Regions from separate parts of the Zea mays genome. Here region 2 is linked to region 1. The links are chromatin contacts, called in public Hi-C maps. All regions are on one chromosome and are shown on one strand. Each heading gives the region's core, a stretch centred on a gene start, on an enhancer-like site or on the middle of the called end of the contact. The rest is flanking DNA. Distances are from core to core; before and after follow the strand shown. Region 1 has its middle 18 kb from the start of LOC111589267. Region 2 overlaps LOC100216667.

The links. A called contact is a pair of places that touch in the nucleus more often than the background predicts.
Region 2: a contact with region 1 is called in a Hi-C map of ear, with 4 times the contacts expected there. The contact joins two enhancer-like sites. A contact is called at or near these places in 2 of 25 Hi-C or Micro-C datasets (ear and tassel).

Annotation. Positions count from the first base shown.
Region 1 is chr5:55,944,491-55,951,446 of Zm-B73-REFERENCE-NAM-5.0, forward strand. No RefSeq gene overlaps it. Among protein-coding and RNA genes, the nearest start is that of LOC111589267, 18 kb to the left of the region's middle. Within about 2 kb of position 3,696, at least 16 of the 20 cell types and tissues checked have an H3K27ac peak or open chromatin away from gene starts, as enhancers often do. A contact at or near this core is called in ear and tassel, where this site is marked.
Region 2 is chr5:56,495,819-56,502,774 of Zm-B73-REFERENCE-NAM-5.0, forward strand. LOC100216667 reads right to left here. Exons shown (of 9, transcript NM_001143076.2): 7 at 5,533-5,639; 8 at 5,285-5,369; 9 at 4,952-5,205. The coding sequence ends at 5,107. Among protein-coding and RNA genes, the nearest start is that of LOC100216667, 6.8 kb to the right of the region's middle. Within about 2 kb of position 3,538, at least 13 of the 20 cell types and tissues checked have an H3K27ac peak or open chromatin away from gene starts, as enhancers often do. A contact at or near this core is called in ear and tassel, where this site is marked.

The DNA.
Region 1 (6,956 bases), core at 2,446-4,945:
GCATTATTTCGATCTCTTCATTGTTCAGCAAAAAGAGAAGCTTTGGAATAGAACAGACAAGGCCAAGAATTCATTTTATCTGGGAAAAATCACCATATAACTAGCTTTTGATGAAGCAAATGATGATAAATGCTTGGCAAGAACGAAACAATACTGGTATCCGCCTAGGATCCATCTTCAACAACAGATAGTACTGTTCTCGTACGAAGAAATCATCAGGAGTAGAGAGGATACAACAGGTCTCTACAAGATCTTCATATTTCTATCACAAATTATCATCACTAGTAGTCTAGTGGTCAAGACATATGGCTCTTCTGGCTCCGAGGACCAAGAATATGTTAATGTCTAATTTAGCTTCAAGCTCTGTGGTGATGTGGGATTTCATAGTTATTTGTCTACTCTTCTCACTTCTGGTAGATCGGAGGTAGATAATGGTAAGCATACCAAAGGGTGGAATTCAGTGTAGTTCGGTTACATAAACCCCAGGTATGTGTCCATTCAGGACCGACCTTTACCATTTAGCTTATAGTGTATACCATACCAGTCAAAGGACTATCCCAAGTCAATTCAATGACTATAAGTATTTACAATTCTGAGAGATGTATGCAACACAAGCATAGAAGTCCTAGATAGGACGAGTAAAGTGGTTCGACGAGAACACACAATGGTTTTCACACAAACATTATGAAAAAATCTCAGAATTACCTTTTGATGTACTCGCAACTTCGTGTTGCTAAGGTACTAGTCATTTATCTCAAAGTTCGCTTCATGCCGTTCAGCGACAAATAGCAATGTGCCAACATCTGGTTGAGTAATGTATGACTGAGATTCTAGCATTTATTCATCTGACAAGGTCTTATTGCTTACTAATAAAATCCCAATTTGTGATGTTTTCTGTGCCAAAAAGGCTTTCATGCATTAGTATTGAATTTCTTCAGGTTACTTCGGATAAAATTTTATGCACGAGGAGAGAGCAGAGATTTAACTTATCTGTGTTTCATTGTATTTCGATTTAATTTCCCAGATTTAATATAGTTGTTATGGCCACTTGGCGATATATATAAATATACGATGCCACACAACACAATCAAACAAAATATAGAGTGAAAACAAAATTGTTTACGAAGGTTGCACATAATGTGACTTCAGGACCTTGAACAACCCACCATAATCCATGCGAGTACAAGCTCTAGCGGATCTGGCGTCAACGCGTGTGTGGCCATCAGGGCTACGATAGTATAGTAAGCCTCTGTAATAAGCGCAACAGACACAATTATGGCTCGGTAATTGGGGTACACGATAAATCCATGCAACGTGCGCAACAGGCGCAATTGTGGCTCGCGGCAGACAGACATTGCCTACGGGGCATGCAAAAAATATGCGGCTCGACAATGATGGTCTGACTCAACTGGAGTGGTCCGATTAAGCGAGAGTGCGACATAGCAATCACATGACGCAATCAAGTTCGAACGGCACAAATATTGCGTCGTGTTGCCAAGGCGCAGTCAATATTCAGCTAATGACATAACTCAGCCGATAATAACATAGTTTGATCAGTGTGTCCGAGTACCCTCTATAATATTTAATCGCTCGGCGTGAATCAGAAACTCAACGCACCACAAATGTTTAGAGCGGTTTAAAAATACGCAACATAGCCTTCACATGCAATTTAATTATTTTCTGCTAATTATTTATTATAAAAAATAAAGCAGAAAAACGATAATAGAATTAAAGCATTCGCATAAGCACATCAGGTGCAAAAGATATTTTCCCATACTTAAGCATGTATTATTTACTGCAGGAAATGATTATTGATGTAGAAACTGCAATATAAAACAAGTTTTTATTCTATTTGTTATGTTCAGCAGAAAAATAGAATAAAATAGTATAGCACATGTATTAAAACATGTATAAATCCAACCGCAATTTATGAGAAATTGTAAATCACATTAAGATTCTATTTCTTTCTCTGCTCCCACGTATCTGTTTTTGCGCGCACAATGCACCAAATCCACCTTTTCATTTTCTATTTCTTAAGCATGGATCCTATTGCTGCAGTGGCCGCATGCAACCGCTTTGACCACGACCTCTAATTGCGCAAGAAACATGCAAGGCTCAACTGCTCTCTCGGCCTTTGTTGACCAGAGCATGCACGATGGCCACTGCATGCACACGCCACACGGTTGTGACCTCATCCATGCAACGACATTTCTGCATGCGCATTGATGGTGTGTGATGAGCGCTGCATCACTTGTTTGACCGGTGGGATAAAAAGGGCGAGGGCCCGGTCAATAAGACGAGACCGGAGCGAAGCAGGGTGAGTGTAAAGATCCTTTTCTTTTCCTCATCCATGCATTCGGTTGCAAGATCCTTTTTTTAGGCTTCACGCAAGGTTGCATGCGGTCTGCCCTACGGAAGCCTCGGCAGCGATCTTCTAGTCGCGGCTACGGAAGCCTCGGCGGCGCGCGTGATTTCTATGCCCTGCGCGTTGTCCACGGTATTTTACGCCAACGACGCAGAGACATGGGAGCAGAGTTTATGACGCGGCCATGCGAGGTGTGACTAGCGGCTGGCGAGCGCCGCCAGCAAAGTTGCCTTTTTGCACCGTGAACTATAGATCTGAAATTCCATACCACTCGATTGCGTCGAAGGGAATCGAAGCCTGTCGCGTAGGACAGTTCGGCTAGGCCGAGGACCTGCCGGCGTGGTGGAGAGTCGATGCAGATCGGGTCCGCAGCAACATCGAGGTAGAGCATGCTGATAACGTGTTGAGAACTATGTTACCACGGATCACCAGATCCGCTCCCTTCCCTCCCGTCAGCAGTAGAGGCGCAAGAAGCTGTAGAGAACCCGTCTCCCTTCCCATAAGCACGACAGAGGAAACACACGAGACACTGGATATATGGTTGGACCTCTGGCCTCTTTTTGATCTCTGTTCCATATGAGGAGTACATGTTCTATATCTAGAGACGCGATAGCCCTCAGAGCTATATTCGGTATTTGCCCACATAACCCTTCATTATGGGTTCTCAACAATATCAACTGCATCAGTATGATGAACAGAGATAACAATGAAGATCTGATCCCTAATTCTCATTGGAGAATTCTCTTATTACATACGAGAATAAGGTAATTTAGTCTGTACGTCCGAAGAGTACATTATGCGTTTGATTGCAATGACATGACGGGATGGGACGGGACGATCCCTCAAATAAGATTGTTTGTTTCAGGGTCAGGGGTTGGGACAGAACTGTCCCCAGTTATCTCTCAAAATTGGAGGGACGAGAGAGGACGCCAGGAGGCGTCCCTGTCCTGGTTGTCCCGCAACCAAACGCACCCTAAATGTATAGAAATGACTATAACAGAGTTTCTGTTATTCGTGTTAATAGCTACTCTAGGGGGGAGTGCTTTTATGTGGTGCTAACAATTTAATAACTATCTTTGTAGCTCCAGAATGTTTCAGTTTATGTTCCTACATATTGTCTGGATATACCATAGAGATCTACGGTCTAATGAGGCTACTATGAAATATTGAAAATTTTTATTTGCATTGGTTAGCCGACATGGGGAAGGATCGCCGTCAATAACGGCGGACTGCTTTTCTTCGTATCGGTCCCCTCTCGGCCTCTTAGCTCACCACCAATTCAAGCCCGTAAAGGCCGTACTAATTCTGTCCATCAAGGGCCCAAGAATACCAGCCCATGTCGGACCAGGCACTGAGGCACAGGCAGGTTGCCGACCACCAAAATTTCCCTGACTCGCTCAGTCCCTCCGCAGCTCGCTCACCGGCCCGTTCCGCAGCTCGCGCATGGGCCAGCTCTCGCGCACTGAACTCCGCTCCGCTCATGCAAGCGCATGGGCCTGCCCGCTCAACAGTTCGCGCACTAAAGAATAATGTTTGGAAGTGTTTTATTTTAAAATTTTCACCTTCCGTTTTACAGCTTCACTATAAAATAACTTTAATAAATTTTTGAGCTAGGTTTGAGAAGTGTCTTGCTTGTACATAGGCTCAAGATTCTATAATATAATTAATTTGTGTGAGTTTCCTGGATTATCCTTGAAGATTAGTGGGCTGTCACGAGAGAACCAAAACGATATGTTGTGTAGTTGTGTGGCATGGTGGGTAATTTTCGTGCAACTTAATGAGAATGTATGAAAACACTGTTTGTGAGGCACCCTTTGAGAAGCTTGGTGAATTTTATGAAGCTGACCTCTAGTTTTGATTTTTTTCAAAGCTATAGCTCATAGAGCTAGACATGTTCGTATAGAAGAAGCTAGAACGAACCCAAAAATCTTGAAGTGAAGCCCTCCCAAACGGACCCATAATATACATTTTTAGATAAAGGAACATTGTTTCGGCCTCTCCACCCAGCTGGTGAATGCGGCCAACAGAACATCTACATATACTCTATTAAAATCGGGGGATTTCAAGGCCCTCTCCGCGTTTCCGCGTATGGCGGCGCTCTCGCGTGTCAACACATATACGCGAAAATTATCCAAATACGTTAAGGGTCCTTCCCTTTCCTCTCCCTCTCCACCTCTCGCTCCAGCCTAGCCTACCTCTCCTTCCCCGCGCACCCTCCAATAGTGTGTCGTCCCTCTCCCTCGTGCGCCCCATGCTCCTCACCATCTTCGTCCGCGCAGGAGCCAGTAAGCTAGCCACAACTAGCCTCGCCTTCTCGGCAAAATCCTTCTTCGGCGCACCACTGGCAGCCACCGCGACCTCCATCGCTTTGTCGCTGCCGCGCCAGCCGGCCGCCTCCAACTCGGATTCAACAAAACACACTTTTGGAGCTAGTTTGAGTAAAAACAGTAATATGAGTTAGAGAGAGTAAAAAGTTCAAAGTTCTGCGATTTAGACTAGTTGGATTGCAACTAGATATATTTGTATAAGTCGTAGGAACACCCTTTGTCAGGTACAGTAATTAGGGGTACTGAAAGGGAAATGTGCCCTTGGGCCATTTCTAAGTATTTTGGTGATTGAGTGCCAACACAAGTGGACTTGTGTTAATCTATGCAAAGTGATGGACAAAGTGCAAATCAAGTAAAAAGGTATGTTTCTAAGACTTAGTACATTGTTTTGGAGACTAATGTATTGTGTCTAAGTGATGGAAACAGAAGAAATCAAGTTGGAAAAGAGATGGCTTTGATCAGCCAAAGACAGCTCGGTCTGGGTGCACCGGACAGTGTCCGGTGCACCAGGCCGGCGTCTGTCAACTGGCTACTCTCGGGAAGCAATTAACGGCGTATGGCTATAAATCACCGGACTGTCCGGTGGTGCACCGGACTGTCCGGTGAGCCAACAGTCGACCGGGCCAACGGTCGACCGCATAATCCGCGCGCGACGCGTGGCAAGAGCCAACGGTCAGAAGGAGCACCGGACTGTCCGGTGTGCACTGGACAGTGTCCGGTGCGCCAACGGCTCCCAAGCACCAACGGTCGGCTTCGCCAAAGAAGGAAAGAAATCCGCACCGGACAGTGTACGGTGGTGCACCGGACTGTCCGGTGCGCCAGGCGACAGAAGGCAAGAATTGCCTTCTTGAAATGCTCTCAACGGCTCCTAGCTGCCTTGGGGCTATAAAAGGGACCCCTAGGCGCATGGAGGAGAATATCAAGCAACCTTTGAGCATTGTTGATCATTCACACTTCATTCTTGCACACTTGTTCGACATTCTTAGTGATTTGAGCTCCGTTCTAGTGAGAACCTTGTGATACTCTTTTGAGCTCAAGTCTTGGTCTTGTGTGTGCGTATTTGTTGTGGATTTAAGTGTGTTGCTTCCCTCCCTTACTCTAGTGCTTCATTGTGATTCTTATTGTAAGGGCGAGAGACTCCAAGTTGTGGAGATTCCTCGCAAACGGGAAAGAGCAAAGTAAAGAAGAACACCGTGGTATTCAAGCTGATCATTGGATCACTTGAGAAGAGTTGAGTGCAACTCTCGTCCGTTGGGACGCCACAACGTGGAGTAGGCAAGTTTTGTACTTGGCCGAACCACGAGATAAATCCTCGTGTCTCTTGTGCTTGTCTTTATTGTGTTTATTGTGCTTCACAAGAGCTCTCCTCTCTACTCACTTGATTTCATTGGTCTAACTCTTAATCAAGTTTGTGGTGCTAAGTTTTAAGTTTTACAGGATCACCTATTCACCCCCCTCTAGGTGCTCTCAATTGGTATCAGAGGAGTTCTCTTCAAAGAAGGGACTAATCACCCGAAGAGATGGATCCTAGGGGCAAGGGGATGGTGGTCAATGATAAGGAGAAGGAGTCCTTCGTCAATGATCCAAAGGATGACAAGCCTACCGACTCGGGCTCTGATAGTCGCCTAGAGGGGGGGTGAATAGGGCGAAACTGAAATTTACAAATATAAACACAACTACAAGGCGGGTTAGCGTTAGAAATATAAATGAGTCCGCGAGAGAGGGCGCAAAACAAATCGCGAGCAAATAATGAAGTGTGACACACGGATTTGTTTTACCGAGGTTCGGTTCTCTCAAACCTACTCCCCGTTGAGGAGGCCACAAAGGCCGGGTCTCTTTCAACCCTTCCCTCTCTCAAACGGTCCCTCGGACCGAGTGAGCTTCTCTTCTCAAATCAAAGCCGGGAACAAAACTTCCCCGCAAGGGCCACCACACAATTGGTGACTCTTGCCTTGATTACAATGGAGTATTGATCACAAGAACAAGTGAGAAAGAAAAGAAGCAATCCAAGCGCAAGAGCTCAAATGAACACGGCAAATCACTCTCACTAGTCGCTAGGGCTTTGTGTGGAATTGGAGAGGATTTGATCTCTTTGGTGTGTCTAGAATTGAATGCTAGAGCTCTTGTAGTAGTTGGGAAGTGGAAAACTTGGATGCAATGAATGGTGGGGTGGTTGGGGTATTTATAGCCCCAACCACCAAAAGTGGCCGTTGGGAGGCTGTCTGCTCGATGGCGCACCGGACAGTCCGGTGCACACCGGACAG
Region 2 (6,956 bases), core at 2,288-4,787, 550 kb after region 1:
ACCGCCACTTGCGCCACCACCGCGCCTCCTCGACTGCGGAACCGATACCGCGACTCGAGGCGACCCAGAGCACGACCCAGCGGCGCCAGACTGGCGCGACGGTCAATGCGGCCAAAAATGGGCCGGCAGTAATGGCGGTGGCAGGCGGGCAGGAGCAGCGGTCACGTCGCCAGCCAAGCCTACGTCCCATCCGGGGGCAGCGAGAGAACCCTCTCTCACGGCGTGAAGACGATGCGCCCGTGTTCCGTTCCTCGAACAGCTCGCGCACGCGCAACGGCCTCCCCGCCAACCACTAGCCCCGCCGCATTAACTTCGCGGCAGGACAGGCGGCGCCTCTGGCAGGAGAAGTGGGCGACGCTTCGCCTTCGCCATAATGACCGCGTCAGAAAAGGTACGCCGTGTCGTTCGATTTCGTATCCTTTTCCTTTTTCCCTCTTTCTCTCTCTTGCAACAGGGACCGGGAAAGGGGGATATCCCGAAAAGGATCCTTCCCCATGAAGGAACCAGGCTCCGAGCCTCCCTACTGATCAGAGGTTCGAAGGCTGGCCCCTCGGAAGGGTTCGACAGCCGCCTCAGATCACGTGGGCCCTACACCCACTACTGGTCAGAGGTTCGAAGGCCGGCCCCTCGGAAGGGTTCAACGACCGCCTCAGGCTACTCGGGCTCCGCGCCCACTACTGATCAGGGGTTCGAAGGCTAGCCCCCGAAGGGTTCACAGTCGCCTCAGACACAGAGCGAGGGATGACCATGGGTACGTTCGATACATAGCCAAGGCTCGGGCTGCGCTCCCGAGGTACCCTAGGACATTTCCGAGACCAGCGGGAACGATCTTGTAACGGAATCCCATCAGAGGGAGGCATCGAGCCCTCGGACCCCGTCGCCAGGGGACCGGGTCCGACAGATCACCCGCAGGTACTTTTGGGCGTGCCTCTGGGCCCCTAGTCGACCCCTAACGAATGGGGCACGGACGTCCACTCGGATTACCCACCTGCAGCTCACCGGAAACACCATGTTCAGCGCCCATCGAGGGCAACATGGCGCTTTCCCCCCCCCCCCTCCTCCTTGCGGAAAGGCGACGCAGGGGCGTATGTAAAAAAGTCGAGTCTGTCCCTGATCGCCCTCTCGCCCTGTGCAGAGGCTCGGGGGCTGCTCTCTCAAACCTGGCTCCGGCCGAACCGTTGACAGCGTCAACATACCAGCCCGAGAACTTGGGACCCGACAGCGTCATCTCATACCTGCTCTCAAACACATTTAAAATGTGAAGTAAGGTAGAGACTTAGTTTGTAACTTGTTTTTCATCTAAACAACACAAAGTAATATTATCTCCATAGATAATAAGGTCAATGATATAAAATCATGACCACCACATACCCTCAGTATGTAGTATATCATTCTGTAAAATCCTACGAAGTGTGCTACAGAATGATTAGTGTAAGTGACCATTAATCTCTGTTGACCGATATTTATCAAACAGGAGGTCCAACTTACCAGAAGTATGTCATTGATCTTGTACCTGGGGATCTTCTATAGATATCCAAGATCAATATATCCAAACATAAGGAGAGCATGAGTACACCTGGAGATCATAACTCGATCTCATGTGCTGTTAGCTAGCAAATCTTTGCAAAGCAATATCCGGTCGGATGCTCTTGCAAGATATAATAGCACATCTCATGATCTGAAAGAATCAAATAACCATGATTCTTTCATATTGAATTTCTTCAATATACGTTGGATATAGACAACTTTGTATCCAAGATACTCAAGATAGTTTACTTTGAATTGAAAATCTCTTTCAATTCATATCCTATATCTCGAACTCCGTCGATAAGTAATGTATGTTTAAAATATGCTGCACATATTACATGTATCATCAGCAGTCTAAATATCTAACTTTTAGATACAATACTGATGAAAAACAGTAATTATGGACAAAACATATAGTCTTGTACTTAAAATTTTGTACAGAAAAAAAATTAAACACTGGTCCTAGGTGGCCAGCCATAGACGGCCCAATCTCTTTGCTGGGCGCGGCCCATGTGGCCAGAATGGCCCATGTGGGCGGTTAGGGTTTCCTAACCGGTCCTCTGTCTGCCATCACTAGCAAACGCCGCCGCCGTCAGGGAGCCTCGGAGGCGTGCGAGCGGCCTGGGCGCGGGCGGCCTGACCAGCGCGCGCGCTGCCCCGGCTCCGGCCTCGACGACGGTGCACGAAGCGGGCGCGACGACGTAGCCCCACGCGCGCGGCTCCGCGGGCGCGCAGCTCCGGCAACGGCTGCCTTGCCACGGCGGCCTAGGCGCTGGTGGCCCCTGGCGGCGCGGTCTCCCCCGGCCAAGGCGTTGTGGCGCCCCGCCGGTCAGGGTGAGGCCCACTAGCGCGTGGCAGCCCCGTCCTCGACGCACGGCAGCACGCGGGCCCCCGGCGGGTCGGGGGGTGCGGCCCCCACGGTGGCACGTGGCACGGCCCCCCAGCGCGTAGTCGCGCGGTGCGCGGCCCTCGCGGCTCCGGCGCGCGTTCCCCAGCGCACACGGGCGAGGACCCCCCCCCCCCCCGGCGGCGCGCGCGAGCAGTTCGGGGGCGCGGCACCCGGCCCCGACGCGCGCGGAGCGTGGCACCCCGCGGCACGCGCGGGCGTGCCCCCGGCCCCGGCGGCTCAGACGAGCATGCCCCTAGCGGCGCGCGCGGGGGCGTGGTCCCGGCGGTGCGGCAACCCCCCGCGTGGCCCGGCGCGGATGCGGCACATGACCACAGCGCGGGCACGTGGCCTCGGCACGGCGCCTCCAACCAGGCGGAGCACCGGTGCGGTCTCAGCCCCAGTGCTCGAACCGACGTGGCGGTAGCGTGGCCCCTGCGCGGGCGCAGCGATCACTGTTGAAGGTCCTTGCCACGGTCACGAAGCAACCCTGTCGAGCGACGAACGTATTGCGGACTAGGTAGGACCCGATCCGATGTTGTCGCAGGGCTTGTTGGCTGCTGCCATGGCACACGGTGCCATCGTTGCATATGCCATAAAGTTAAGATCATGATGAAATTGAAGAAAATTACATCAGATCAGTGCTTACTTTACTGTGTCCCGATGTAATTTTATATCCTGCACATCTTGTTTCTTAACTTCTGCGAGCGATTCCTTCTCTTTCCCCAACAGCAACTTCTCTTTGTTCTCGCGAGCAGTGCTGATAACGTGTTAGAGTTCAGTGGTAACGAGACACAGAGACGTAGAGAGAAAATGATAGCCACACTTTATTATTGCAGGGAAGTCCTGATTATATATATGTGAAGGGGTGTATCCTAAGGGGTATGTCCCTTAAGGAGAATCTGTCGTATCTTTTGGATTGGTCACATATACAATATACAATATTTTGTAACAGTCTGATCCCGTATGCCAAACACTGTTACTCGTGTCTTTCACTCGCATGAAAACTTATTTAGTGGTGTTTGGATCGAGGGCGACGAGAAACAGGTCATCCCTTTTGTATGGCTTGAGGCGTACAGTCCTCGATGGGGCCCTTGGGTTACCGATGCGCAGTGTGGTGGTCGTGTGGGCCGTTCATCACAGTGCAAAAGTGTTTTCGTATGCACAATGAGCTGGCGGCTGGCCACAGAGCAGAAGAGCTTAATAGCATATCAGATTTATTAACTAAATGATTACAAGAGCTTAGTAGTATACTAGTTTCTAGATTATATATTTTATAGAACGAATATTTCAGAATTTAAATGTGTTACGTTTTTTTACTGTCATGGGGGAGAAAATTCCCACCTGAATTTCATTGCAGAAGGTCGTGTGGGCGACAGTTACAATGTGAGGTACATCGAAGTTTTATCGAGAAGAGTTAAGGGGGTGGAGGGGAGAGGAAACAAAGGGGAGAGCTAAGTGGAAGACAGGGTACTACACCAAAGGTCGGCAACAAAGGGTTTTGAATGTGAAGTATTTTTACAGTTTCTATATAATATCATGTTTTGGATAATATATTAGTATTTTATGTCATGAGATGTTTGGTTGGATTTCTAAAAACTATGTTTTCAAAACCATATTATTCTAGATACCATAGTATTTTGAAGTATTGTAAACTTCACTCCAAACCAAAGTTTTTATGACATGGCTAGTTTTTGTCTAATATTATGGTTTATAATGTTGTATATAAAAATGTTTCTCAAAAACATGATATTTTTGGAGCTGTCGAAACTACAATTATCATGACAATTGCACCATGGTTTTAAAAAAATATTGTTGCCAAACAAGCCTAGTTTGCTTGCCGGGCGAGGGTCGGTGGGCCCATGGGCAAGCGTCAACTTTACTGGCAAACATGGTACTCCCTCCGTTCTTTTTTATGTACCATGATTTAGTTTAAAAATAAACTAGTGGACGATAAATATTCAATAATAGAGGTAGTACAAGGAAGCGATGCTAGGTCGTCTCTAAATATCCTAGCATTCCTTCTCTTCCAATAGTGACAGTAGCATAAAAGAGCGAGAGTGCTGAAATCTTGTTCCTGAAGAACATGAGGAAGAAGACATGTATTAACTCCGTTCTTAAATATTTGTCTGCTAGTTTATTTTTCACTAAACAGCGACGTTCTTGAATATTTGTTTGCTAGTTTATTTTTCAATCAAACAGCGACAAATAAAAAAGAGGGAGTTGTGCGTGGTCGTTGCTGGTCACATGACAACCTTCTTTTTCATAAGTCTGAAGCCCGTTCTTGGAAGAGAGCCAAGCAACAAAAAAAACATGTGTTGCGTTTTTTAAAATGTTACTTAACCTACTACGCCGTGCTTGACGTCTATGCACAGGCACAACTCAGCAATCAGCATAGAGCTGAAGAGCTTCAGGCATCGTCACACTCACATCGCGAAAGACCGGCAAGCCTGTCCTATAACGTGTTAAGAGGAAACGCACCAATGGAAGAGAAAAGAAGACACAAAGGACTGACATGTGGAACCCACATCCGTGACAAAAAAAAAAAAGTCAGCCAGCTTGGGTTCGAGTCAGGGGTACATTGCGGCTTCTATTAGATTGACAGATATTGATCTAATCACCCTGTGAATGTTGCTACTACAGCATAAACGATGAAGACCAAAAAAAAATTAAGTTCTGTACTGCAGTGTAGCTCACGCTCCAAGCGTCTTTTGCTTCTTGGCAGTATTGATGTAGGGCCGCAGCACAAACTCGCTCTGCGCTTCCTTTTGTTCCACGGTTCCTAGTTTGATCTGGTGGAGAAGAGCAATATGTTAATACTGACCAAATATTACTTCACATAACAGTGTGTTCGTGGAAAAATTATATCACCTGGTACAGCCGCAACTCGAACCGGGGGCCGACCTCCTTCAGGTCAATCGATTTGGGGCCACCTGGTTTTTCATATACATGATGCCTTGCGTGGCAAAAGAAAAGGAACTGTCAGTCTTCTCATGAAATGCAAGAGCATATCAGCAACTGCCAGTCTTCTCGTGAAATGCAAAAGCAAATCAGCAACTAGTGCTCTACGTCTATAGTCACAAAAAAATACTGCATGGCATAAATAGTGAAATGTGTACCTGAAAGAGATGTAATCGTCTCTGTTAGCAAATGTAATTATTCGCTTTGAATCTGGCTTTGGGACAGGAAAGAGGTGCTTCAGAATAGTTGCAGTCCTTTCGCCAATCTGCAACAGATAGCAGGTTATTAAACTGTTGTGGACATGCAAATGTTCTCTACAGGCAGAAAAACAAGCTAATTAGTCAAAAACAAGCTAATTAGTCTCCCCGGTAAAACACCAAAGGGAGTATAGGTAGCTACTCCCTCCGTTTTTTTATTTGTCGCGGTTTAGTTCAAAAATGAACTAGCGGACGACAAATATTCGAGAACAGAGGTAGTAGTATGTTCCAATCTGCTCCTCTAGAAACTAACGAGGTCACAGAATGTCTTCCACTCTCATCAGCCAAACTAAGGTGTTGTTTGGTTCAGGTCTTTTGGCCCATAATCAATTCACGGCGCTAATAGATTCCCTTAGTTGGGCTTTGGTTGGATAGAGCTGAAGTCCATCACACCGTAAATCAATACGGGCCCATGAAACTACGTTAGCGCTCCTCACCGGACGCTATCTGATGACGCCCGTCGCTCCTCTAAAATTGGCTGCTGCAAGGGATTGGATCATGTTTCCCAAAACAACCAAACAAAATCAGGTAATCGTTGCTTTGGAACGATTCACGCTGCAATCTCATTCCATTACTGTTACAGTTACCTTTGATGAACCAAATACCACCTGAGTGTCTCATGCTAAATCTAACAATCAAAAGCTACGGTGGATTGAGACTTGGCTCCGCAGTAGCATGTGCATATCAGGTTAACAACAGTTTTTGATAAAATAAATTAAAGGCTCCAAGTTATGGGCATCTATTAGGATTTACATGCAATCCTATCACATTTTTTAACCCAAAAAATCAGGACAGAGGATAAAAATGGCCAAAAAGAACAGAACAAGAAAAGAAATAAAGAACGAAACATATCAAACCATTGAAAGTAGAGTTTTCAGTCTTATGTTATGAATGGATTTAGGTCTTCATGTAATAATATCCCAGGTTAACGAGAAAGACATCATTGCAACCTCGAACATTAAGAAAGAATAGCAAGCACATCAAGTCAACAAGACAAACAACATTACAGAGTGATGTGAAAATATTAAAATTCATTTCAACTCTTTTAGTATAGAAAAGAAATTAACAGAACTAACTAGAATCATCAAATGACCAAAGAATAAGAAAAGCACAGAGAACTAGTGAGTGGAGGTTCTCAGTCTTGAGTTATGAATGGATTAGGTGTCTTCCATGCAATAAATGCCTCAGGTTAACGAGAAAGACATCATTGCAACCTCCAACATTAAGAATGAATAGCAAGCACATCAAGTCAACAAGACAAACAACATTACATAGTGATGTGAAAATATTATAATTCATTTCAACTCTTTTTTAGTTTAGAAAAG